Regions from separate parts of the Mus musculus genome. Here all the other regions are linked to region 1. Evidence: chromatin contacts called from public Hi-C and promoter capture Hi-C data. All regions are on one chromosome and are shown on one strand. Each heading gives the region's core, a stretch centred on a gene start, on an enhancer-like site or on the middle of the called end of the contact. The rest is flanking DNA. Distances are from core to core; before and after follow the strand shown.

Evidence for each region. Promoter capture Hi-C pulls out the DNA fragments that hold promoters and counts their contacts. Hi-C and Micro-C count contacts between places; a contact is called where the count stands out from the background.
Region 2: a contact with region 1 is called in a promoter capture Hi-C map of pre-B cells, with 3 times the contacts expected there. The contact joins the promoter of Nudt7 here to the promoter of Maf in region 1. A contact is called at or near these places in 2 of 39 promoter capture datasets (liver and pre-B cells) and 1 of 484 Hi-C or Micro-C datasets (CD4 T cells).
Region 3: a contact with region 1 is called in a promoter capture Hi-C map of embryonic stem cells, with 5 times the contacts expected there. The contact joins the promoter of Vat1l here to the promoter of Maf in region 1. A contact is called at or near these places in 2 of 39 promoter capture datasets (embryonic stem cells and stem cell-derived epiblast-like cells) and 1 of 9 other capture datasets (embryonic stem cells).
Region 4: a contact with region 1 is called in a promoter capture Hi-C map of hippocampal neurons, with 2.9 times the contacts expected there. The contact joins the promoter of 4933408N05Rik here to the promoter of Maf in region 1. A contact is called at or near these places in 1 of 39 promoter capture datasets (hippocampal neurons) and 1 of 9 other capture datasets (embryonic stem cells).
Region 5: a promoter capture Hi-C map of pre-B cells shows a contact between it and region 1, with 2.5 times the contacts expected there. The contact joins the promoter of Atmin here to the promoter of Maf in region 1. A contact is called at or near these places in 2 of 39 promoter capture datasets (the 3T3-L1 cell line and pre-B cells) and 1 of 484 Hi-C or Micro-C datasets (embryonic stem cells).
Region 6: a Hi-C map of cerebellum shows a contact between it and region 1, with 2.0 times the contacts expected there. The contact joins the enhancer-like site here to the promoter of Maf in region 1. A contact is called at or near these places in 7 of 39 promoter capture datasets (cranial neural crest, embryonic stem cells, frontonasal cranial neural crest and 4 more), 5 of 484 Hi-C or Micro-C datasets (cerebellar granule neurons, cerebellum and uterus), 14 of 115 datasets of contacts at active chromatin or transcription factors (VIP interneurons, astrocytes, bone marrow-derived macrophages and 10 more) and 2 of 9 other capture datasets (adipose tissue and embryonic stem cells).
Region 7: a promoter capture Hi-C map of liver shows a contact between it and region 1, with 4 times the contacts expected there. The contact joins the promoter of Cdyl2 here to the promoter of Maf in region 1. A contact is called at or near these places in 4 of 39 promoter capture datasets (embryonic stem cells, hippocampal neurons, liver and 1 more) and 3 of 484 Hi-C or Micro-C datasets (CD4 T cells, embryonic stem cells and pre-B cells).

Annotation. Positions count from the first base shown.
Region 1 is chr8:115,705,078-115,708,399 of GRCm38.p6, reverse strand. It overlaps Maf (avian musculoaponeurotic fibrosarcoma oncogene homolog), which reads left to right and starts at 1,506. Exons shown (of 1, transcript NM_001025577.2): 1 at 1,506-3,322. The coding sequence starts at 1,537. The coding sequence ends at 2,649.
Region 2 is chr8:114,131,719-114,135,040 of GRCm38.p6, reverse strand. It overlaps Nudt7 (nudix (nucleoside diphosphate linked moiety X)-type motif 7), which reads right to left and starts at 1,467. Exons shown (of 4, transcript NM_024437.4): 1 at 1,341-1,467. The coding sequence starts at 1,375.
Region 3 is chr8:114,204,158-114,207,479 of GRCm38.p6, reverse strand. It overlaps Vat1l (vesicle amine transport protein 1 like), which reads right to left and starts at 1,840. Exons shown (of 9, transcript NM_173016.3): 1 at 1,538-1,840. The coding sequence starts at 1,764. It overlaps Gm30272 (a long non-coding RNA gene), which reads left to right and starts at 1,846. Exons shown (of 3, transcript XR_388052.4): 1 at 1,846-2,226; 2 at 2,641-2,738.
Region 4 is chr8:114,349,779-114,353,100 of GRCm38.p6, reverse strand. It overlaps 4933408N05Rik (RIKEN cDNA 4933408N05 gene), which reads left to right and starts at 1,623. Exons shown (of 3, transcript NR_045831.2): 1 at 1,623-2,707. The region is part of intron 7 of Vat1l (vesicle amine transport protein 1 like); the gene reads right to left.
Region 5 is chr8:116,941,773-116,945,094 of GRCm38.p6, reverse strand. Atmin (ATM interactor) reads right to left here and starts at 1,702. Exons shown (of 4, transcript NM_177700.4): 1 at 1,345-1,702. The coding sequence starts at 1,668. It also overlaps a transcript of Cmc2 not described here.
Region 6 is chr8:114,598,523-114,601,844 of GRCm38.p6, reverse strand. The region is part of intron 5 of Wwox (WW domain-containing oxidoreductase); the gene reads right to left. Among named protein-coding and RNA genes, the nearest start is that of Gm16116, 3.5 kb to the right of the region's middle. Within about 2 kb of position 1,519, at least 5 of the 459 cell types and tissues checked have an H3K27ac peak or open chromatin away from gene starts, as enhancers often do. A contact at or near this core is called in cerebellar granule neurons and cerebellum, where this site is marked.
Region 7 is chr8:116,731,342-116,734,663 of GRCm38.p6, reverse strand. Cdyl2 (chromodomain protein, Y chromosome-like 2) reads left to right here and starts at 1,673. Exons shown (of 7, transcript NM_029441.3): 1 at 1,673-1,866. The coding sequence starts at 1,843.

The DNA of each region.
Region 1 (3,322 bases), core at 257-2,756:
TTCAGTCAAGTTGGGCCCCTGGAGCGTCAGATTCAAGGAAGGAAAGCACTCGGCTACCCCCATCAACAGCCACGAAAGATGCAGAGGATGGATCAAAGATCGAAAACTGCAAGACAAATAAATGCACGTTGTCAGGGTGCGGGACCGGCAGGGGACAGGGGAGTTCTGGCGGATCTCTGCAGCATGAGAGCTGCGGTTCAGCCGGGCAGGCCTCTCTCGAACTCCGAGGAAAGCAAACCATCCTCCCGGGTCCTACCGGATTCCAGCCGCCCTTTTAGTAAACTCTGTCCCCTGGTGCACTAAACTTCGCACCGGCCGGTGGTGGGGGGTGTTGCTCCCTGGCTGCGCCCCAGTAGCAGCGCCGCAAGGGTTAAGCAAACCTGTCCCAGCTGACAGTCAGCTGATTGGGCTGTGATTGACAGCTCCGAAAAGTTTCCTTGTTTCTATACTATTATGCTAATCGCTGCCGCTCTCGCCGCCTCCCATTGGCGGAGAGTGCCAGTCAATTTCCCATTTGAGCCTGACGTCACGGGTGCTATAAAACTCAGCAATTGCTTTAAACTCTTCTCGCTGGGATCAGAGGCTTTAAAATCTCTTTTCATCTTGGAGCTGTAGCTCGGGCTGCTCGTCCGCTCGGCCTCTCCCCCCAACCCTTTTGCTCTCGGCTTTGCCTTGGCCCAGGACTTGCAATTTTGCTTTAAAAAAATAATAAGAAAGAAAAAAAGAAAAGAAAAGAAAAACCAAAACCAAAAGAAAAAAAGTGGGGGAAGAAAGAACTTAACTCCCCCCTCCCTTGCCTCCAGCCGGCCTGCACCTCGGTCTTGCACTTTGCACGGAGGGAGAGGGTGAGAGAGAGAGAGAGAGAGAGAGAGAGCGCGCGCACGCGAGGGATCCGGAGAGAGAAAAGAAAATAATAATAGTAACCATAAGAGCCAGGCAGAAGAGGAGAGAAGCGTGAAGTGTTAACCACTCCGGTGTGGAGGCCGGCGCCTCCGGGACAGCCACCCGCCGCGCCACACAGCCCCGGAGCAGCCTCCGCGCGCGCCCCGCCTGCAGCCCGGCCGGCTTAGGCGAGCCCTCCTTATGCAAAGCGCGCAGCGGAGCGGCGAGCCGGGGACGCCGCGCACCGGGCCGTGCTCCTCCGGCATCCTCTCTGCCGCTGTCATCACCACCGTCACCGCCAGCCGCGGAGGACCTTCCCGAGCCTGAAGCGCCCGGGATCGGAGCTCAGGGAGGCGAGCAGGCGAGGAGGGGGCCCGGGGCGAGCGGAGGAGAGAGAGCGAGAGAGCAAGAGAGAGAAAGAGAGAGAGCACATTGGCGTGAGCAGGGGGAGGGAGGGCGGGCGCGGGGGGCTGCGGGCAGGGCGGGGGGTGTGTGCACGTTCGAGCTTTCGGGCCACAGCCACCGCCGCGCAAGCTAGAAGCGCCCTAGCCCGGCAAGCTGGCTCACCCGCTGGCCACCCAGCACAGCCCGCTGGCCCCTCTCCTGCAGCCCATCTGGCGGAGCGGCGGCGGCGGTGGCGGCGGAGGCAGGAGGATGGCTTCAGAACTGGCAATGAACAATTCCGACCTGCCCACCAGTCCCCTGGCCATGGAATATGTTAATGACTTCGATCTGATGAAGTTTGAAGTGAAAAAGGAACCGGTGGAGACCGACCGCATCATCAGCCAGTGCGGCCGTCTCATCGCCGGGGGCTCGCTGTCCTCCACCCCCATGAGCACGCCCTGCAGCTCGGTGCCCCCGTCCCCCAGCTTCTCGGCGCCCAGCCCGGGCTCGGGCAGCGAACAGAAGGCGCACCTGGAAGACTACTACTGGATGACCGGCTACCCGCAGCAGCTCAACCCGGAGGCGCTGGGCTTCAGCCCGGAGGACGCGGTCGAGGCGCTCATCAGCAACAGCCACCAGCTCCAGGGTGGCTTCGATGGCTATGCGCGGGGAGCGCAGCAGCTGGCCGCGGCAGCGGGGGCCGGCGCCGGCGCCTCCCTGGGCGGCAGCGGCGAGGAGATGGGCCCCGCCGCCGCCGTGGTGTCCGCCGTGATCGCCGCGGCCGCCGCGCAGAGCGGCGCGGCACCCCACTACCATCACCACCACCACCACGCCGCGGGGCACCACCACCATCCGACGGCCGGCGCCCCGGGAGCCGCGGGCGGCGCGTCTGCCTCTGCGAGCGGCGCGGGTGGCGCGGGCGGCGGTGGCCCGGCCAGCGCCGGGGGCGGCGGCGGCGGAGGCGGCGGCGGGGGCACGGCGGGGGCGGGGGGCGCCCTGCACCCGCACCATGCCGCGGGCGGCCTGCACTTCGACGACCGCTTCTCGGACGAGCAGTTGGTGACCATGTCGGTGCGCGAGCTGAACCGGCAGCTGCGCGGGGTCAGCAAGGAGGAGGTGATCCGACTGAAGCAGAAGAGGCGGACCCTGAAAAACCGCGGCTATGCCCAGTCCTGCCGCTTCAAGAGGGTGCAGCAGAGACACGTCCTGGAGTCGGAGAAGAACCAGCTGCTGCAGCAGGTAGACCACCTCAAGCAGGAGATCTCCAGGCTGGTGCGCGAAAGGGACGCCTACAAGGAGAAATACGAGAAGCTGGTGAGCAACGGCTTCCGAGAAAACGGCTCGAGCAGCGACAACCCTTCCTCTCCCGAATTTTTCATGTGAGTGTGACACGCGATCCCAGCTAGCCACCTTGTTAAATGCTCCGTGGGGGTCCCGCTCCTGAGTGGGCTTGCTAGTTGCAGGGCCAAGCTCGCTCGGCCACCACCTCGCCCCCTCCCCTGGCGAGTTTGCTCCCCTTGGCCCTGAACAGACACACACACACACACACACACACACACACACACACACACACACACACACACCAAGCTTGTGGTGGTGGTGATGGCTCTTTTGAATTGGGGAGGGAAAGGGTGTCTGGCTCATGGATTGCCAACCTGAATTCCCCCGTAACTTGCTAGCTTGGTTGTTTTGTTCTTTTTTATTATTATTATTATTATTACAACTACTACTCTTTTTACACCGCCTGCCCCACACATACCCTGGACTTGCACAAGGGTCAAAGATCTGAGCAGCATACTTCATGTAGGGCATAGCTCACCTTTGAACCGGGCCATCAATTGCCTGTATATATATTTTTTCTTCTTCTTCTTCAGCTCATGAGCTGGTGTTCATTCTGTGTGTGTGTGTTTGTGTGTTTTATTTTGTTTGGATTTTCTTTTTTCTTCTTCTTCTTCTTTGTTTTTGTTTATTATTACTATTACTAATTTTTTGGAGCTTGCTGTGTTTCCCAGCCTCTGCCACCCCCCACCCCCACCCCTGCACCATGTTCTTGAGA
Region 2 (3,322 bases), core at 218-2,717, 1.6 Mb after region 1:
TGTACACACACACACACACACACACACACACACACACACACACACACACACAGAGAGACAGACAGACAGACAGACAGATGGGAATGGGGACCCAAAATCTGCTGCTATAAGCCAAGGATGATCGAAAGTTACCAGAAGCTGGAAGGGGCAATGGAACATCCCCAGAGACTTCTGATTGTGTGCCTGCTAATACCTTGATTATGGACTTCAGACCTGATTATGGGTCCTTCAGACCCAAGAGAGGCTAATTGCTATTCCTCAAGTCATCCAGTTGGTAGGACTTTGTCACAGTGGCTGTAGAAAGTGTAACATTAGTTCTCACTATTCCGCAGTATGACTGTGCAAAACCAGATGTTTAGGTCAGCCAGAACTCATTCCATCTCAAAAGCTGGGTGGAGCCGGGTGCGGTAACTAGCTCACACCTGCAACCTCCTAGTGCTTGGAGAAGCTGAGGCAGAACGACTACCGAAAGTTTGAGATCAGCCTGGGCTACCCATCATCTCCTGGAGCCTCGAGAAGTCCTCATCTGTAACTTGCTCGAGGGTAGCCGTGCAGGTAAAGTGGCCAGTTCATGAACAAGGTGGCCCTGAGCTGTGAGTGTTAATCACTAGCGCATCCTTAACAAGCCTTTGGTTAGAGGGGTTTGCTTATTCTCAAACACCGCCCCCCCCCCCCACAAGCCCCATCCCATCCATGTGACAGAGAGCTGGCTGCAAACCAATCAAATGTCCTGGAAAGGGCCAATGAAAGCTGGCACACAGTACAGCTGATACTCACAGGCCTCTGTCCAGAAAAGACAATTAGCCAGCCAAAGAGGAAGAAGGCTTTTAAACAACCCCTAGAACTGCCCAGAGGCAGCAGGAAAATAAAAGTCTAATTGTGTCGAGACAATACCATCAAAATAGGAGCAGGGCTGGCCCATTCTGTGTTGAGTTCTCAGAACAGCCTTGTAGTACTGAGGCCAGGCTGGGAGCAGCAATGCCTTGAGCAAGAACCTCGGTTATGGGTGGAAGAAGCCACCCAGGAACTTGAACTCTGTTTGGCTGATGCATAACTGTCTGGCCATGTTGGGGTTCTGAGGTTCCGCTGTGGGGGTTCCTGAAGAGTGACTCGGATTGGCAAAAGGGAAACGCTGTGACCCTGGGAGATGAGGACACGCCTGCGCGTGTGTGAATCTTGTTAGGTGAAAACCCCAACTCTGTCCCCAGGAGCAGAAGAGCAAAGTTCCGGCTGGAGGGGAGCCCTGAGGAGCCTGAACTGCAGGGTGGATAGATAGGGCCTGTGCAATGATCAGAGCCCGGCTTGGTCAGGCTCCGGTGCTTGGAGCCGGAGAGCTTTACCTGACAGGCTCCGGGAGTCCACAAGGTCGCGACATCAGCCCTGCAGTACTTCCTCTTACTAGCAGCAGGAGACTTCGGGAAGCAAATAGTTCTGACGCGCATGCGCTTAGTAGCCCCAGCTAGGAATGAGGGCGGGGACTTTTCAGGGAGGAGAGGCTGAGGGCGGGGCCCTTCAAAGACGCCCGAAGTGCTAGGGGCGGGGCCTATAGGTAGGGCGTGTTCGGGGCGGAGTTAGGTCCGAAGGTGGTGCTGACCGGATTTAAAGTGTTGAATACACTAAAAAAAAAAAAAAAAAAAAAAGATTGCTGTCTAGTAGCGTGGGCTTCTTCAAAACCATGGAGCATGTGAGAAAATTTGCAATAAGCAGTTGTAAAAAGTACTTAATTTTAAAAAATTAAAAATTAATTACGCTTGCCGGGCATGGTGGTACATGCCTTTAATCCCAGCACTTGGGAGGTAGGGGCAGGCAGATTACTCTTGAGTTCCAGGGCAGCCTGGTCTACAAAGTGAGTTCTGGGACAGCCAGGACTGTTACATAGAGAAACACCGTGTCTTGAAAAACCAAACAAAAACGAAAACCAAAAACCAAAAACAAAACATTTTATTTACTAGTGTGTGTGTGTGTGTGTGTGTGTGTGTGCGCGCGTGTGTGTGTGTGTGTGTGTGTGTGTGTGTGTGTGCGCGCGCGTGTGTGCGTGCGTGTGTGTGTGTGTGTGTGTGTGTGTGTGTGTGTGTGTGTGTGTGCTACAGAATATGTATGAAGATCAGAGGACAACTTTCAGGAGCCAGTTCTCTCCTTCCACCCTGTGAGTTCCAGGAATGAAACTCAGGTAGGTAGGCTCAGAGGCTGGGAGGGGAAAAGGAGGCTGGGTGGAGAGTTGGGGGCTTGGAAAACCAGGCCGAGCTCCTCACTCCTGGCCAAAAGAGAGTGTCTAACATGTAGCTCTCCACACCTCCACCCCCACCCCAGTATCAATGTCTCCAGTGTCCTGCTGCAATGCAGACTGCCCAGAAGCACACACCTACTAAGTCCCAGGAGGGTGGCAGGTCCCCAGTGTAGGTAGATGCTGCTGTCTGACACCTGCACCTGTTTTCAGGGATGAACTGCCTAGCAATGGGAGAGCTCCATCACCTCACACAGAGCTGAGAGAGAGTGTGAGCTGAGCGGGGAGGCTGGCCGGAACTGAGACTGGGGGGGGGGGGGGAGAGGGGAGCAAGGCAGGCTTCTCCAAAGACTGGCATAGTGTCTGACACACAAACTTAATGATGGGCTTTACAATTCATATATCCTTCCCTAATGTCACACATGAGTACAATGTATCTATTGTAAGTGATTACAATAACACCCACCTTCCATACCCCTCCATTTTCCTCCCAGAACCCCCAACCACATCTGCCTCCCCAATTCATGTCTTCTACTTCTTTTTTATTTTTCTTTTCTTCTCTTAAAATTCAAAGAAATTGAATGTAAAATTAAGTAATATATAAGAATGAGTCAAAAACTGAATTCATCCCTACATCAGTATAGTAAAAAAATATAATTCATTGTATATTATATTATTTTTTTAATGAAAGAATAATTCCATAAAAACAAGAGTACTCAGAACTCATGAGAATCCCATTATAGCTAAGGGAACAGTTGTACCACAGTTCCCGAGATTTTACATTTATTTTTATTTATGTATATAGGTATGTCTGTTTGTATGCATGCTAGAATTATAGACATATAAGCAGCCTGATGTGCATTCTGGGAACTGAACTCTGGTCCTCCGAAAGAACAATATATTGTGCTTTTAACTGCTGATCGAACTCTCCAACCCCATTCCCAAGACTTTTAAAAAGTACTAAACCTGGCGACATGAGGGCCTTTAATCTCGCACTTGGAAGGCAGAGGCAGGTGGATCTCTGTAAGTTCAAGGCCAGCCTGGTTTACAGAATGAGTTCTAAGACAGCTGAGGATGTTATACAGAGAAAGCCTGTTT
Region 3 (3,322 bases), core at 591-3,090, 1.5 Mb after region 1:
CAACTCTGCTATATGATGGCAATATATTGCTGAATAGGGTGGGTAAAACCTCTGCCTGCTGGGACCAATCACCCTGGCTTCCTAAGAGTTAATGAAACGGAAGCTACAGGATCCCCAGACTGCTAAATTCTTCCTCTCTTGCCCTGAAATCCTCCACTTGCCAGAGAAAACCTCAGAACACTGTTTAATGTCAAGAAGAACATGTATGAAGAACTAACCATGGATCAGTGCCCGCTGCGCTCACCAGCTGCCTTCTGATCTGGCAAATAAAACCCACCTGCTGTCAAGGTGGTGCAGGGGCCAAAAGGAGCTTTTTGCATTTTTTTTCCCCTGCCTTCAGATCAGGTTATAGATGCTGGCTTTTTTTTCCAGATCTGTCCTAAGCAGGTTTGAGTTTGCTGCTATTTCTAAGAAGTAGAAACGCCAGGGGCTTAGGAGATCCAGCCAACCCTTGTAAGATTCACAGTTACTGTAGAATGCGGGGTCCAGCGAGCAGCTCTATCAGTCTGCACCCCACTAGACTTCAGGGACATGGGAGTGCAGTGCCTCCCCAGGCAGAGACAAGCTTTCTCACTTACACACTACTGGGGAAATCTCTGCTGTTCTAGGCACTGGCAAGTTTCCCCAGGAGAATAGCGGACCTCTTAGAGTGTGGGCTCCTTCTGCGGCCACCACAGGAGTTCGTTCCTAAGGAATAGGATGGGGCTTTCCCAGCCAGGAGGAAAGCAGAAGATGCAGTGGGGGAGAGAAGGCTGCATCCCTGGTCTCACCTTTCACCCAGCTTAGAGGCCGAGGATTTAACCCTCTTGATTCTCAGTTCCTTCTCTCACAGTAAGTACTGGGAAGGAGATACACAAGGGCATGCACCCTGCCTTCAGCCCCATTTGGACGCAGAGAGGTGAAAAGGGAGATCAAGTGTCAAGTGGCAGCCACACCACTTACTGGCAGCTCAGCGATCTTGGCAGATCATTTATTTTCCCCCATCCACTGTTTTTCTCACCTCTAAAGCTGGGCACCTGACTTACTGGGTCTCAGGAAGTATTAAACGGGATCGTATATGTAAAACTCCAGAAAGAAAGAAAGAAAGAAAGAAAGAAAGAAAGAAAGAAAGAAAGAAAGAAAGAAAGAAAACAAACTAGCACCAGGAACTACGTGTATATACACGGCGATTGTTATTTTTTTTAACCATGCTAACGATCAAGTCCCACCCTTACGTCCCTCCCAGTGTTAGGAGCTGAGTTGTCCTACAAGAGGGGCACAAGGCAATTTTCCAGACCTCAAGTCCTAGGCACCACTATCCTTCCTGTCACCCTACATCTGGTGTGGGGAGAAGGACCACCTCTGAGCATCCTCCCCAGGCTCCAGTGGCTTGGGCTACCCGGGAGGTTCTGAGAGCCAAGTGTGAATGCAGAGAGGGTGCTCGCTGACTGTGGGTGCTGGGTACCTGGGGCAGCATCCCCAATCTAGGCTCTCCCACCCACTGCCGGTGCGCCCAGCGCGGAAAGAGAGAAAAACCAAAAAGTCGTGGATACTGGACCAGGCTTTGACGCGGATCTTGAGCTCGCCGTCCTGTGGCTCCGGCATGGCCTTTCTAGAGAGCCTCAGCTTGTTGAGTCCGCCGAAGCCGGCCAGCACCACAGCGCGCATCTCCTGGGCATCCCCGAGGCGGTGGGAGCCGTCGCCGCCCTCAGCAGGTTCCTTGCTGGTCTCCTTCTCAATCATTTGTTCGGTCTCCTCCGCTTTCTCTACGCCTTCCTTAGCCATGGCGCTCGAGGGGCCGCGGGGCGCACAGGCTGCGGTTGTGAAGGGGTCGGGTCTGCTCTCCCGCGGGTTCCTCCTGTTGAATGTGGGATGCTCTTCAGTGCAATGGCTGCAACCTCTGTGAGCGGAGCCGCGGTCCACCGCCTCCGCCGTAATCCTTAGAGGAGCCGCGCCCTAGCGCCCCACCCCCTCCCTCACATTTCCTCCTACTTACTCCAAAACAAATCTCAAGTCCACCTTTTGTGCTAGTACTAAGTCAGGCTATTTGTCTCAACACTAAAAACAGATTTCCCCAAGACTCTTGAATACAAACACAGAAGAAGAGGCCGGATGGCTACTCCAACCCCTACAATGGGCAAATACTTGGGTATATACGGCACAGACTCTGGCGCCTTGAAATGGACAGAGACGAATGTCTGGGCCTGGAGGATGCTGCGAGAGACAAGGTTGCCTCTTCTCCCGCGGGTAGGCAGGGATGGGAGGGATAGCTGGGAAATTGGGCTGTTTCCCATCTGCTGGTTCTGAGTGGAGCGGCAGGGAGGTGCGGGAAGTTAAAGATACATCCCAAGTAAGGCTCCAAAGAGCCAGGTCCAGTCTTTTCCATCTGGACGCCACCCCCCACCCCCACCCCTGTCACTAGGGATGCTGTTTCTGGACTTCTGTGGCTTCCTTATGACAGTTAGTTCTCAGTACCCATGCTTTTTTTTCTAGGAAAGAGGCTCCCAGAACAAGCCTGTTTCCTGCTAGGACCTCCAGAGGACCAAATTCTCTCTCTCTCTCCTCTCTCTCTCTCTCTCTCCCTCTTTCTCTCTCTCCCTTTCTCCCCCCTCCCTCCTCCCTCCCCCCTCCCCTCCCCACACCTGCCTTTTGTTTTGCAAGGTTACAGAAAAACAACAACAACAACAACAACAACAACAAAAAAAACGAGTACTTTCCCCAGCAGTGTTTGGTGACACATCTGTAGTATGGAAGCTGAGGTAGGGCGACCCTGTCTTAAAAAACCTAAACAAGAATTTAAAATTGCTGGGCGCGTGCGTGCGTGTGTATGTGTGTGTATGTGTGTGTGTACGCGCGTGCGCGCAACGCCTTTAATTTCAGAATTCCAGCAACCAGGAGGCAGATGAATTTCTCATGAATCTGAGGATAGACTGGTCTACATAGTGAGTTCCAGGGTGGCCAGCTCTACATAGTGAGACCCTTTCTCCAAAAATAAAATAAAAAAATAACAAAACTACAGATGCAATCCAATCATATCCATCACATAATAAATTCTGATTCTTAAAAAAAGGTCATTTGTGCTATCTTAAAAGGCGAGATAGGAGTTGCCTTGTGCGGTGTAAGAGATCCAATTTCTCAGCTCAGGTGCCTGTGTCAGTTTAGGCAGCTCCCATCCTTGAGCTCTCAGAGATGGTGAAGATCTCGGTCCCAGTGAGAGAGGCTATCAGGACACAGTGATCTCAGGAGTATGGCAAATTGAGCCCAGGACAATCAGTCTCTCCTCCTCCTATTACTCCTGTGCCTCTGTTTTAAAACTTTGGTTCACCTGGAAAAAAATCATTCT
Region 4 (3,322 bases), core at 374-2,873, 1.4 Mb after region 1:
TGTGGCAGAGAGAAGAGCTGTGAGTTCAGCCTAAAACACTGATAAAATAGGTACATTTGGGGTCCAGCGAGATGGCTCAGTGGGTAAAAGTGCTTGTTGCATAGGCCTGGAAACCCAAATTCAGTTCCCCAAATTTGTCTCATGGTGGGAGGAGTTGTCTTCTGACCTTTACGTATGTAGTGCATGTGCGCGCGCGCACACACACACCATTCTCTTTCTCTTCCTTTCTCTCCTTCCCTCCCTCTCCTCTCCTTTCTTCCCTCTTTCTCTCACTTTTTCTCTTTTACACACACGTGATAATTAATAATAATAATAATAATAATAATAAATATATGCATACAGATTAATATCAATACCTGAGACTTATCTTAACTACTAGGGACTGTAAAGGAAGGAGGCATAAGTGTTCATCACTGTGGGAACAAGGGTATCAATATTCCATTACTGATGCTTTTGAATGTGATTTAAACATTCCAAAAGGTTTATAAAATGTGAGCTTCGGTCATTCTTCCCAAGCAACGACTATAACAAGGACTTGAGTACCCAAGTTCTTATCCACGCTGTCAGATTGTGATGATGATGTTATAAAGGATTTGGGCTCCTTACACAGCCAAGGCTTAGAGATGTGTTATTCCCATCTCCCCAGAGAAAGATGTGCCTTTTCCGTCAACCAGTCCACCTTGGCCAAGGTATAAACTTCAACCAGCTCTCTGCCAGGCAGCAAGCACAGATGAATGCTTGCAACAGCAGCATACCCTGGAAAAGCCTACAGGCTGGGAGAGGAGGGAGGGGGCCAACGAGACAGTCAATTCCCAGAGAGTGTGGGAAGAGCTACGTTCTCAGAATGAGTGAAGAGGCGTGGGAGCCCAGGGGAGGAAATGACTCAATTTGGAGAAAAGTGGCGTTCCGCGCTGGGGTTTCAGGAGTGGAGAGGCGTTTCCGGAAGAGAAGCTGTGTACGGTCAGACCTGAGTTCTGAAGAGGAGTAGGTGGCTCAGTCAGGGAAATGGGAGTGGGGGTGGCGCCTTGCTTCCTGGAGGGGGTGGGGGGCACCGTTGAAGCATGCAGGGGCGGCTCTGTGAGGAGTAGTGAGGTGCGGTGAGGGAATCAGGAAGACTTTCCTGAGGGCAATGTTGACAGGTGAAGAAATTCGGAGTCCAGTGAGGACAGGAAGTGAGGGATGCTTGAGGGGAGGAGCTGACAAGATCTGAGGTGTACAACTAGACCCTGTCTTTAGGATCATTTTGGGTAGTCAGACAATTCCCCCAAGTGGTGGAAAGGATTCTGCACAGTGATCTGTGTTTTGGAAGAGCCTGTCAGGGAGAGATGAAATCTGAGTAATTTGGTTTATTGCCATTTGTTTCCATTAGTGCTGGAAACAGATGGTCTCATCAGCCTTATGTTGCCCTTGTCAGCATCTGTGTGACTCCAAGGTCTAATTTTTAATTATCCCTGACCATTGGCAGGGACATGAAGGGGAAACGGGAAAGTTCCAACCCTTAAAAAAAAAAAAAGAAAAGAAAAGAAAAGAAAAGGTTTCCTTTGCATCTTTTCTGCTTGCCTATCAGTTATTTTTTCTTTTAACCACCGAGGAATATCTATTAGCCTGGGTTCTATGTTGCCATGGTATCAAGACCAAACAAACCTTAATATATAGGGAATCCAAGGGTACAGTCGAAGGAGACACTGTCTTCCAGCAACTGGGCGATGTGTTGGCAGAGCCTTGTCAGATTGAACACTGGTCCTAAACTGGGATTCATAGGTGGTCAGAGCAGACTTCGTGTAAAAGCGTGGCTGGTGGATAATAGAGCTGGTGGCCCTCTAGAGCCACGAGGAAGAGAACAGGTTTGGGAAATTTCGCACAGCCAAGAGTTTGGTAGGAATTGTTAGGAAGTCAGGCAGCAATTCCTCCAGATTAATAAGAAGCGAGCCTTAGCTACTCTAAGCAGTGTTAACAGCTGTTTGTGGGGCCTAGAGAGATTGCTTAGCAATGAAGAGTGCTTGCTGAATTTGCAAAGCATCTGAATTTGGTTCCTCACTCCAGCATCCAGTAGCTAACAACTAGCTCCAGCTCCGGCTCCAGCGGCTGCCTCTGAGGGCGTATATGTATATGTATATGTATATGTATATGTATATGTATATGTATATATACATACATATATATGTATATATACACACACATACATACACACACATATATATGTATATATATACATATATATACACATATATATACATATATATATATATACATATATATATACATATATATATACATATATATATATGGTCTATGTTTTCAGAAAGTATAGAGACAAAGGTTCTTGGGGGAAAGTGCTCTTGTGTGTGTGTGTGCGAGATGTGTCTGTGTAACAGGGTTCTGTGTTGCTCAAACTGACATTGTACTTGCATTATTGAGTGCCTGGTGTGGTGGTTTGAATAGGAATGCCCCCCCCCCCCGACTTGTGGATTTTAAAACCTGGTCACCAGGGCATGCCACCATTTGAAAGGATTAGGAGATGTTGGAGGAAGTGTGTCAATGGAGGTAGGTTCTGAGGGCTCAAGGACCCAAGTTAGGCCCAGCATCTTTTTCTTCCTACTGCCTGTGGATCTGGCTGTAGAACTCTGAGGGTCTTCTCTAGCACCACGGCTGCTTATATGTCACCACGCTACCTCCTATGACCACAATGGACTACACCTCTGAAACTGTAAGCAGGCCCCATTTAAGTGCTTTCCTTCATAAGAGTTGCCGTGGTCATGGTTTCTCTCCACAGTGGCAGAACTCTGACTAAGACACCTGGCTTTAATATTTTTTTTTTTAAAAATCACTTCTTTATAAGATGTATTTTCAGTTTTTGACTATCTTTCACACACAAAGAACTGCTTTTATTCTGATATTTTCTACATCGATTTTGTCATACTCCATTCTTATCCAGCCTTGCCATTTTCTTTCACCACCTCTATTTTGTAGAGGTCAGGTCTTCACCCCCACCCCTATTGTAGAATACTGGCCTCTGAGCAAAGCAGGCGCTGCCTTCATTGAATTGCTTGTGCCTGCTTGCAAGAGACCATCATTCCCTCAGAGAAGGGGGGGCTTTGGGCCACCACCTGAGATTCCAGATGCCCTTCTCAGCATCTGCATGTAATCCTGCCCTAACTGCACATGGTCTTTGGGGGTGGGGGACATCTCTGGGGTGCCAGAGTATACAGGATGGGGGAGGTTAATTGAAGAGGGGCTCTATCCATGGATCAGGTGGGAAGCTGAATGAATTCCCCCAGGACGTCTGCTTTGGCGTCTGTAGTGGCTATTCCTGGTTGTCTAC
Region 5 (3,322 bases), core at 453-2,952, 1.2 Mb before region 1:
CCGGGGCTGGAGCTGAAGCTGGAGCCCAGAAGAGTGCTTGCCTAGAAAACCTGGGTTTGGTCCCAAGCACTGAATAAAAATGGGCATGATGATGCATGCCGGCAGCCTCAGCATTTAGGAGACTTCAGGAGCATTTAGGGCAGGAGGATCAAGAGTTCAAGGTTATCCTCAGCTACATGGTGAGTTTGAGGATAGTTTGGGCTATACAAGGACATGAACTATCCTATCAGCAAGGGGGACAACACTGAAGGCTGGTGACCGTTGTTGAATGCAAGTTGTAAGGAGCTGAGGGATTAGGCCATGGAATTATTACAGGCACACTCACTCTCCACCCCCCTAAATCATGGTGAGAGAAAGAGAGAATTTAACATTTAGGATGAAAGAGGAAGCTTCAGGTTGGAGCCTGTAGTGAGTTGTGTTCTGGAACGAGGCTCAAACCTTTACACAGAACTTCCTCAGCTTGCCCCTGCTGACATTTCCTGACTGACCTTTCCCTGACATCACTGTTGCCTTTTGTTGGCCTTACTACACTTATTGGCCTTACTACAGAGTAAAACCTAAAAGTTACAGTTGGGGAGTTCTCAGGGGTGGGGGTGGGGGATGCCCACGGTGAATTCACCTGCAGGTCAGAGAGATCCTGCAACCCTCCAAGTAATGACTCAAATCTGACCAGGGGAAAGGCGCACAAAACTGCTTTCAGTGACTTGCGTTTTCCAGTTGGAGCACTGGGGGCACTGAGATCTGACGGTGAAAGGAAGCTTTCTACTGTAAAAGCTGAGCAGCTGTGACTTAACAGGTCTGGCATGGGGGCCCTAACATCTGATTTCCTCCCCCAAGCTTCCAGAGTATACCATGGGTTTGAAAGCCACCGTCCCCATTTATGTAACACGGAGAGGTCTTGGTCAGACATCCGTCATACCAGCTACCGGTGAACCTCCTCCTTACAGATCCACGGGAGAAACCTCCCTCCCCTCTCCTTCCTGCGCAGAGTTGATCTCAGCAGCCTCGTGAAACTTGCAGCTCAAGTGCCCAGAGTCCAACCCAACCCGCAGCCGCTTTTGAGTGACCAGGTAGGACCCACCGGCAGTTTCGTGGGAGGGGCGGAAAGCCTGCGGGGTTGCATCTGGGTGCCTTGGCGACATCACCTGTCGCTCATCCTTGGAACCTGAGTAAACAGGCAGGCTCCCCGAGGTGTTGTGGGCACGCCACCGAGAAGCTGCTTGCCCGGTGCGTTGTGCGCGCTCCCCCGCGCTCTCGCCGTGCTCGGTCGGTCGGGCGCAGGTGGCAGGGCACGGCGCAAACCCCGCACACCCCGCGCCCGCGTCCCCGCCGCGGCCCGCTCACCTGCAGTCGGTGGCTCTTGACGAGGTGCATGTTGAGCGCAGGGCTGTTGGGCAGGATCTTGCCGCAGCCGCGCACGGTGCACAGAATATTGGTGCGCACAGCCCGGGACAGCTCGCTCACAGTCGGCTGGATCAGCTCCCGGGCCGGTGGCACCGGGGCCGCGGCCCGAGCCCTGGCCGGTCTCGGCCGGCTGCCTTGCAGTCGCGACTCGGGCGGCCTCCACGGGCTAGAGGCGGCGGCGGCTCCCCGCGTGCTCGCCGGCGTGGCCGGGACACCCGGGGCCGGACCCGCAGAATCGGCCGCCGCCGCCTCCGTGGCCGCCATGGCTCCCGCACGGCCGCCAGGCCCCTCTCGCAGTGCCCGCCCCCGCCGCAGCCACTTCCGGCAGGGGGCGGGGCCTCCGGGCTCATTAGCATCCGGCCGGTCGGTGGCCGCAGCGCCGCCCGCCGGCCGCGGCGAGCGCGTGTTGGAGGTTGAAGTCCCATGTGCTGGGAGAACAGGTGAATTGGATAGGTTCCATGAACCCACACTTTCTACTTCCTAGGGACCTGAGCTCAGGCAACAGCTGGATAGAAGAGAAAGAGATGCTTTCAGGTTTAACCTTTTTTTTTTGACCGTTGATTTATTGTTATTAGGAATAAATTTTATATTGTAGACTATTTGATTAGCATGCTTAAGGCCCTGGATTTGATCGGTAGCACACTAAAAACAAAACAAAACAAACTTATCTTATTCTTTGAGGCCCCGCCTGGCCTCAGAATCCCCATATAATCAAGGAGTCCTTGAACTCCTTATTCTCTTACCACTACCTCCATACTCCTGGGGTTTTACTAAGCCTAGTGGTAGCGTTAAAGATTGAACCCAGTGCCTTAGACGTGTACTCTGCCAGCTGAGCTACAGCCCAGCCCCCACAGACTAATTCTCTCTTATCTCTGAAGAGGGAAGAGTCTGAGGTGGATCTAGTCGGCTGAAAGCAAGGTGTCAGCTGGGCTTGTTCTTCCAAGGATCTTGCCTTTTTCAGCGTCTAGAGGTCACCTGCATTTCTTTGCCAATGGGCCTTCCTTTACACCAAAATCAGGAATGGGAAGTTGAGTCTGTCACATTTCATAACCGACATCTATCGTCATCATGCCACCTACTACATTGGACCTGGGTATCACAGGGCCAATGGGCTCAACTGCAGAGTCCCTTTGCCTTGGGGACATACTCAGACTCCAGGAATTCTGAAGCAGGCATTTTTGAGAATTGTTCAGCATGACGCTAGGCTTTCTTGTTCAGATTCCAGGTCCAGATTCCTGCCAACTGTACCAGGGAGAGTTACGAAGTAGAATAAATACCCCAGCAAGTGCAAGGGCTTCGGCAGTTCCCATTCAGCCACTCATGAACCTTGTGGGCAGAATGACTTCTTTGTATGTGACTGACTGGTCGGGAGAGTGGTCAAAGGGAGCTAGTGGGGCTAGGGGGATGGCTCTGTGGTTAAGAGCACTTAATGTTCTTACACAAGACAGGTTTGATTCCAAGCACCCAAATGGTGGTTTACAACCATCCATAACTCCAGTTCCCAGGCACGAATGTGGTATACATACACAGATGCAAACAAAGCACTCATACAAATAAAATCAAACCATCCCCCCTCCCCCTTAAAAAGGTATGTATGGAGGAAATGTCTTTAAGCCTTAGTTAGGGTTTCTATTGTGATAAAACACCGTGACCAAAAAGCAAGTTGGGGGAGGAAAGGGTTTATTTGGCTTAGACTTCCAGATTGTAGCCCATCACTGGAGGAAGTCAGGACAGGAACTCAAACAGGGTAGGGATCCGGAGACAGGAACTGATGCAGAGGCCATGGAGGGGCGCTGCTTACTGGCTTGCTCAGCCTGCTTTCTTATAGAACCCAGGATCACCAGCCCAGGGATGGGACCATCTCTCTCATCAATCACTAATTAAGAAAATACCCTTCAGCCTGAAAATACCCTTGCCT
Region 6 (3,322 bases), core at 270-2,769, 1.1 Mb after region 1:
GTGACTGCTCCGGTGTCTTGGCAGGCCATGAGAAGGGAGGCACCTTCAGAGTCTTTAAATTGCTACTGTTACTAAATGGAAAAACGGTCATCTGAGTGAAGAGCCCAGGGATGCCTGCAGGGGGACAGCAGACTGCTACTGTGTCCAACAGAGGTGCCCTGTGAACAGCCTCTCTAAAGGGCAGAGGGATAGAAGGAGTTACAGTGCTTTGTGGATACAGAAGATGGAGACTTCTGCTTGACTTCAAAGACTCAGAAATGGGCTCACACCTGGTCAGAGGTCAGAGATCCAGACTCTGACCCTGGCAGGGACTTTAGGCTGGATGGTAGCTCAACAGTCAGGGCTTAACCAGTTAAAGACACCTGTGATCACAGCGCTCTGGAGGCTGAAGCAGGGGAATTGCTGTGAGTTCAAGTAAGCAGGGGATGCAGAGTAAGACACTGTTTCAAGAAGCAAAGGAAAACCCTTGAAGAGGAGAAACGTTGACAACCCCAGCAGAGAAGTCTGGGACATCAAGTCTCACTCAAACATGTGGAGACATGTTTGATTTTATTTAAAGAACTCCCAGCCAGTCCACATAGTTTTTAAAATTGCATGTTTTTCTCTCACTTTCTCTCTCTTTCTTTCTCTCTATTCTTTTTCTTTCTTCTTTCTTTCTTCCTTTCTTTCTTTTCTTCTTCCTCCTTCTCCTCCTCCCTCCTCTTCCTCCTTCTCCTTTTTGAATGGATGCCAAAGTCAGATGGCCACATCCTGTCCTATTGCATTATAAAGGATCAATCCTTGTTCTCACTCAGGAGAAAACTCAGAGCATGACCCCCATGTGGAAGTGATGGAGTTCAGGAACCTGGTAGTGAAATGGACCAGTGATATACGTGGCCGTCCTAGTTTCAAACATAATAAAAATAAATAAATAAGTAAATAAGAACAGAAGCGCTCATGAAAGTAACATACTTTAGGGCAGCCAACTGCAGGTAAATTTGGCTTTCCTTTGATAGCTACCGAATAATAACAGGATGGTTTCATTGGTGGCATTTTTCCCTGGTCTATTTTTATTTTTTATTATCTTCTGTTGTTTGCTTTTAGTTTTAAAAGTCCTTGCAAATACGCAACTTATAAATCATGCCGGAAATGCGTGTATTATTTCATTTGGGGGAAGAATCAAGTTCTAGAAGGCAATGCTCACATTTCACTTAATTACCAAACAAAGACATAATGGACTATTTTTCTGTATTCACGAGAGACAGAAGGACTGTCAGTTTGATTGCCTGTTAAGGTTTCGGTGAATCACAATGTTATTACGCTTTTAAATCAGAGGATCGGTTCCTTCCGCTAAGTCTAACAATACTAGAAAGTGAGAAGGAGGGGGGAAAACACCTCATCTGGGGCCGTAATATTTGCTGAAAAAAATCCACTTCAAAACATTAATCAAATTTTTCGCCTACTGGGCAACCATATGGCAGAGCAGCATGCGAATCTCACAAACTTGCTGATCTCCTGTAACCGGGTGCAATTAATTACGCTGGCTGCATCCATCTCTTGGATTTTCGCCTTGTGAAAAAAAAAAAGTATTTATTGTAACAGCTTTTACAAAACAAGGGAATGAAAATCTCAATTGATTAATGAGAGGAATGGAAATATTTCCGTTAGCAGATTTAAAAAAAAAAAAGGATTAATGCTGTGGATGGAAAGGCGCCCACCTCAAGCTCACCGTGAGGTGGGTTTGTGTTTTTATTTTGGACCCCCCAAAAGGTAGAGGAAGAGTGGGCTGAGAAGATACCCGGAGCTCTGAAATGCATAATTCACTAGCAGGCTTTGGATCGCAAGTAATAAAGGCTTAAACTGGGGAAGTAATAAAGAGATTGGCTTTACAAGACACTATCCTGGGAGACAGAAAAGCTTCTTTGATTTGAAAACACTGATCTTAAAGGACTCAGTGGGGTGAGGAACAGGACAGCCCTGACAAAGCAGGCAATGGAGGGAGCTCTTAAAGTAAGCAGGACACCCCGTCCTCAGCTAGTTACGCCTGGAGACTGCTGCACATCTGGGCAGATTACGGTTTTAGGGCTGCCCCATCAAAACAGGTGTCCTGGAGTGTGTTAGGACTGTCCTCACCTACTAACGCAAGGTGCGGACACAGCGTGAATGTGACCCTTTCCCCGTGGTATTTAGACTGTGAACTGGGGCAGTCAGATCCACTTCAAAGAGTGACCGTTAATATGTCACTGAGGTAACAGTCCTTCCCTCGTGGAGGACTGATGGGCCCCGGGCTGGGGTCTGTAGGCCAGCAGGAGCAGTGGTCCTTTGTCTCTCTCCAAACCTGTCCCCTTTCTGTGGAACCCCCAGCCGGGGTGGACAGTTGTGACCTTGTCTTCCCAGCATTCTTCACTCAGGAGGGTTAATTCCACACTCTTTAAAGAGTTAGCCCAGGAGGCTGGGTTTAAAATTCCAATAAACACCACCTTGAGAAAATAAGCAGAATACTAACTTCAACAGAATTATACGTGTTTGTAAGACTGAGGACTGGATCGCATTTGCAACCAATGAAGGAAAAAAAACATATTAGAGCAAAGCTTAGTAACTCAAGTTACAGGCTGACTTTTCTCTACAGTGACTCCCACATTTAAACGTGTGCCAGGAAACCATGTGGAGGGCCTTGTCTTTTGTTTTACTACAAATGTGAGTGTCTGGTCCAGTGCACGCGAGAACACTTGTGTACTCACTCGTGTGTGGGGAGAGGTAAGGGACAATGTCCTGCGTCATCCTCAGGAATCCATCTGCCTCTGTTAATATAGGATTTCTCACTGGCCAGGAGCTCACTAGTGAGGCTAGACTTGCCTGAGTGGGGAGCCCAAGGGATTTTTCCATTTCCAGCTCTCCAGCTCTGGAATTACAAACGCATGCCATCTCTCCCCCAGAACTTTTTATGTGAGTTCTGGGATCGAACTCACGTCTTAACGCTTGTACGGCAAACATTTTTACCTTCTGATGTCTCCCTCCAGCACCTGCAAATGACTTTTGATAAGACTTCATTATTATTTTATTAATGGGTACATAGTATACATGTGGCAAATATGAGGATTCATGTTTTGTTTTCTTTTGGTTTTAGTGTTTTTTGTGTTGGTTGGTGGTTGTTTGTTTGAGAGATGAAATCTTGAATCACCTAAACTCTCTGGGTGTCTAAGCGAGCAGTATCTAAAAAAAAAAAAAAAAAATCACAGTATTTCATTCGAGCAACCCATCCTGTACAGGATGTATGTTTATGTTAACACTCATGTTTGAAAATACTGCCATAGAGGAAAAAGAATAATGGTGAACTTTAAGG
Region 7 (3,322 bases), core at 424-2,923, 1.0 Mb before region 1:
GAGCCCTAGGGCTGTGCCAATTCCTACCGTTTGTAAACCTGACATTTCTGTTTCTTTTCATGCCGCCACCATTTTCTCCTCACTCTCTTAATGCTGGATTCTCGCTTGAAGCTGGAGACACAATTTGTCGTTTTGACATAGTCCAACAAGAATCACTCACTCGGTTCTGGATCAGTCTCCACCAGCCACTGTGGTAAAAGTTTGTGGCAGTCAGATAAGTCCTTGTCGTGCCCCTCTGCAGCAGGAGAGGCCAGGGGTTAGATTAAGATACAACTTAGCTTTACTGAGTTCCCTGGGGGATGGACAGGCCACATCACCACGGGTACCTGGATCCTCCACGGTGCTGCTTGTATATGGCCACCCATTTGGAAAGGAGAGCAGGTGATCTGCCCACCGTGCTGCAAACAGCAAACGACCAAAGGAGGATATGGTTCATATTCATTACATATTTGAATGTAAAAAAATTGAAAAAAAAATGACGAGGTGGACAGACATTTGGAGCCTGAGTCCCTTGTGTCCTTCTCCAATGTCAGAACACTCACCCCGGGATTCTGAGAGAGTTGTACTATTTTAAAAAGAGAAGCCTTTAGGTACAAAGGTGACCATACATACAGGATGCTTTTAGGAGGAGATAACTTTTTAGAAAGAGGTAACTCTACCTCTGTAGCCCAGCAGTAGAGGGAACTCCTGTTGAGACATTGAAGGAACCCTTCCTCTCTTCCCTAATGCGCATCTCCTCTTCCCTCTGGGATTCAAAGTCCAGTGTGGGCAGGGTCTCACTGGTGGCTGCAGACACTTGTAGTTGGGTGGACTTTGGGAAATGTTTGTTGATTAACTGATTGGATAGTGAGGCAAGAGAGCTTCCAGGGGAGGCCATGTCTGGCTCTAAAACACTTCGCAGGGTTTAGTGGTGACTGCCACTGTCCTGGCTCTCCTTGGAGCCTGTGGACCAGCCACTTCCTCTCTCCTCTCCTTGAAAACTCATCCTGGAAGCAAGGGGGCCCCTCAGCTCCGAGGGGCCAGTTTTCCTAAGAACGTGCCCAGTCCCCTCCCCGGGAAGGAGAAGAGTGGGGTACTCTGGAGCTAGAAGCAGGACTGAAGAGGGGCTCCCTTGCCTGAGACCTGCAGGTTGATACCTGCCTCTTGGCCGCCCCTTCGCAGCCCGGGCAGGTCATTCCGGGTGGGCACCTGGCCGGGTACTCTGGGGGCCTCGCGGCTGCGCGCGCGGCCGGGCTCGGGAGCGGTACCCGGGCTCGGCCCTCGGTGGCCGCCGCCCCCTCCGCCCCGGGGGCCGGGCCGGGCTCCCGGGAGGCGGGGACTCGCCCAGTGGCAGCAGCGTCCGGGCGGGCGGCGGGCGCGGGGCGGCTTCCTGCAGGCGGCGCCGGGGCGAGCCGAGCGCTACAGTCACCGGCCTCGGGACACGGGGGCCCGGGCGCTCAGGGGGCCGCGTCCGAGGCTCAGGGCGCGCTGCGCAGCCGTCGGTCGCCCCTGCCCGCGCTCGCGTGTCGCCGCGATTGCCGCGGCCGCCGCCGGTTACGCCAGCCCCGCCGCCGCCCGCTCCGATTCTGCGCACAGGCGGCCCCCAAGCCTGTCATTCTGCAAAAACACAGTTTACTCAACACGCCGCACACACTCGCGCGCACACACTCTCACACACACTCACACACAGACACGCGCGCGCGCGCGCACGCAAACACACACACATACACCACACACTTATACACACGCACGCACACACGCGCTCACGCGCGCGCGCAACCCGGGCCCCCCGCGCGCACACGCACGGGAGCGCGCGAGCGAGCAAGACGCGCACACCCGGCGAGCCAAGTTCCGCAGCCTGGCATGGCTTCTGGGGACCTTTACGAGGTACGGAGAAGCCGGGGCGCGGGCGGCGCCGGGGAACCGGGCCTGGCCGAGCTGGTGTGAGCGTAGTCCTGAGCCCGCGGGTGGTGGCGCCGGGGATTGGAGGGCGGCTGGGGGACTCGAGGGTGGCGGCGGACCCGAGGGTGGCGGCGGGGACCGGAGGGTGGCGGGGGCCGGGCGCGCCTCCCGCCGCCGCCTCCCGCGGCGCCCGCTCCCTCTTTCTCTTTCTCTCGCGCACACACTCTCTTACTCCATCTACTTTGCGGCCTTGGAGAGGGGAAGGAGGAAGCCGGGCGGAGCCGGGGCGGAGGGAGGGAAGGTAGCGGTCCCGGGGAGGTGCTTGCTCAGCCCCGACGAGCCGCCCCGAGTGTGGAAAAAAAAAGTACAGGTTAAAAAAAAAATTAAGGAAAAAGAAAAAAAAAGTCGCCGGGCGTGCGAGGGAATGCGGGGGGGCCCGCGCTGCGGACGGCCCAATTTAGGGGTCTTGAGCCCCCGGGGGTGCGCGGGTGTGGGTTGGGTGGGTGATCAAAGCGGAGCCAGGTTCCTAGGAAGGGGAATGAAAAGGACAAGAGTGTTGGGGCACGGGGGAGGGGGTGCCCTGGGGACACCACTCTTGCAGTTCCACAGGGGCCACTGAGTGCCTGCCCCCTCCCCCCACCTGCTGCCTAGTGTCCCCCTTCTCTGGACTCTGAAGCTCTCCTGGCAAGGGCTTGGGGGTTGGTCGCCTCTGCTGGTGTCATGCTTCCTAGGGTGAAAGAGGGGCTGCAGAGGGACCCTCCAGGTGGAAGGGAAGCTGGCCTGAAACTTGTATGTGGGTGGTCAGACTTGTCAGAGGACATGGGTGTGAATCCAGTTCCCAGAACTCCACTGGCACACTAAGGGGGTCATACTTGTCTCTAAGGTCACACAGGTAGTAGTGGGCACTGGATATTTTGAAATCGGTTCAAAATGTTGAAAGAAGGCGTCCATCTGTCATCTTTTGGACAAGAAATACCCACGGTCCCTGGGGAGAGAGGGCTTAGCTGGCCTCGGGACCACAACAGTTCTTGAGTGGGATTTGGACTCCTGGACAAATAAGAAGCCACCACTGATCCCAGGGGGAGTATGCCCTTCAAGAGGTGTTTGTTCTCACGAAAAGGGTCTGAATAAAGAAGCCAAAGGGCCTGGCCACCTTCTCCCAGGAGGCCTGCAGATACTGCAAGAAACCAGTGTCACACGGGTCAGGTTGAGTTTCCCACCCCTTTCCTCCAGTATGAACCAGCCACTACGGTTGGCTGTCATTCCGAAGGTTGTCTAAATTTCCATGCAGTCGTGGAACAGGTCGAGTTAGCATTTTGGGTTAAGAGACTGCAGTCGTAGTTCATCAACTGTAAGCTTTGTTCCCGGGGTCTTCCTGGAAGCCCAGGCTTCTCAGGAAGAAGGTTTACTGACTGGTGTGAGTGGAGAGTGGAGGACAGGC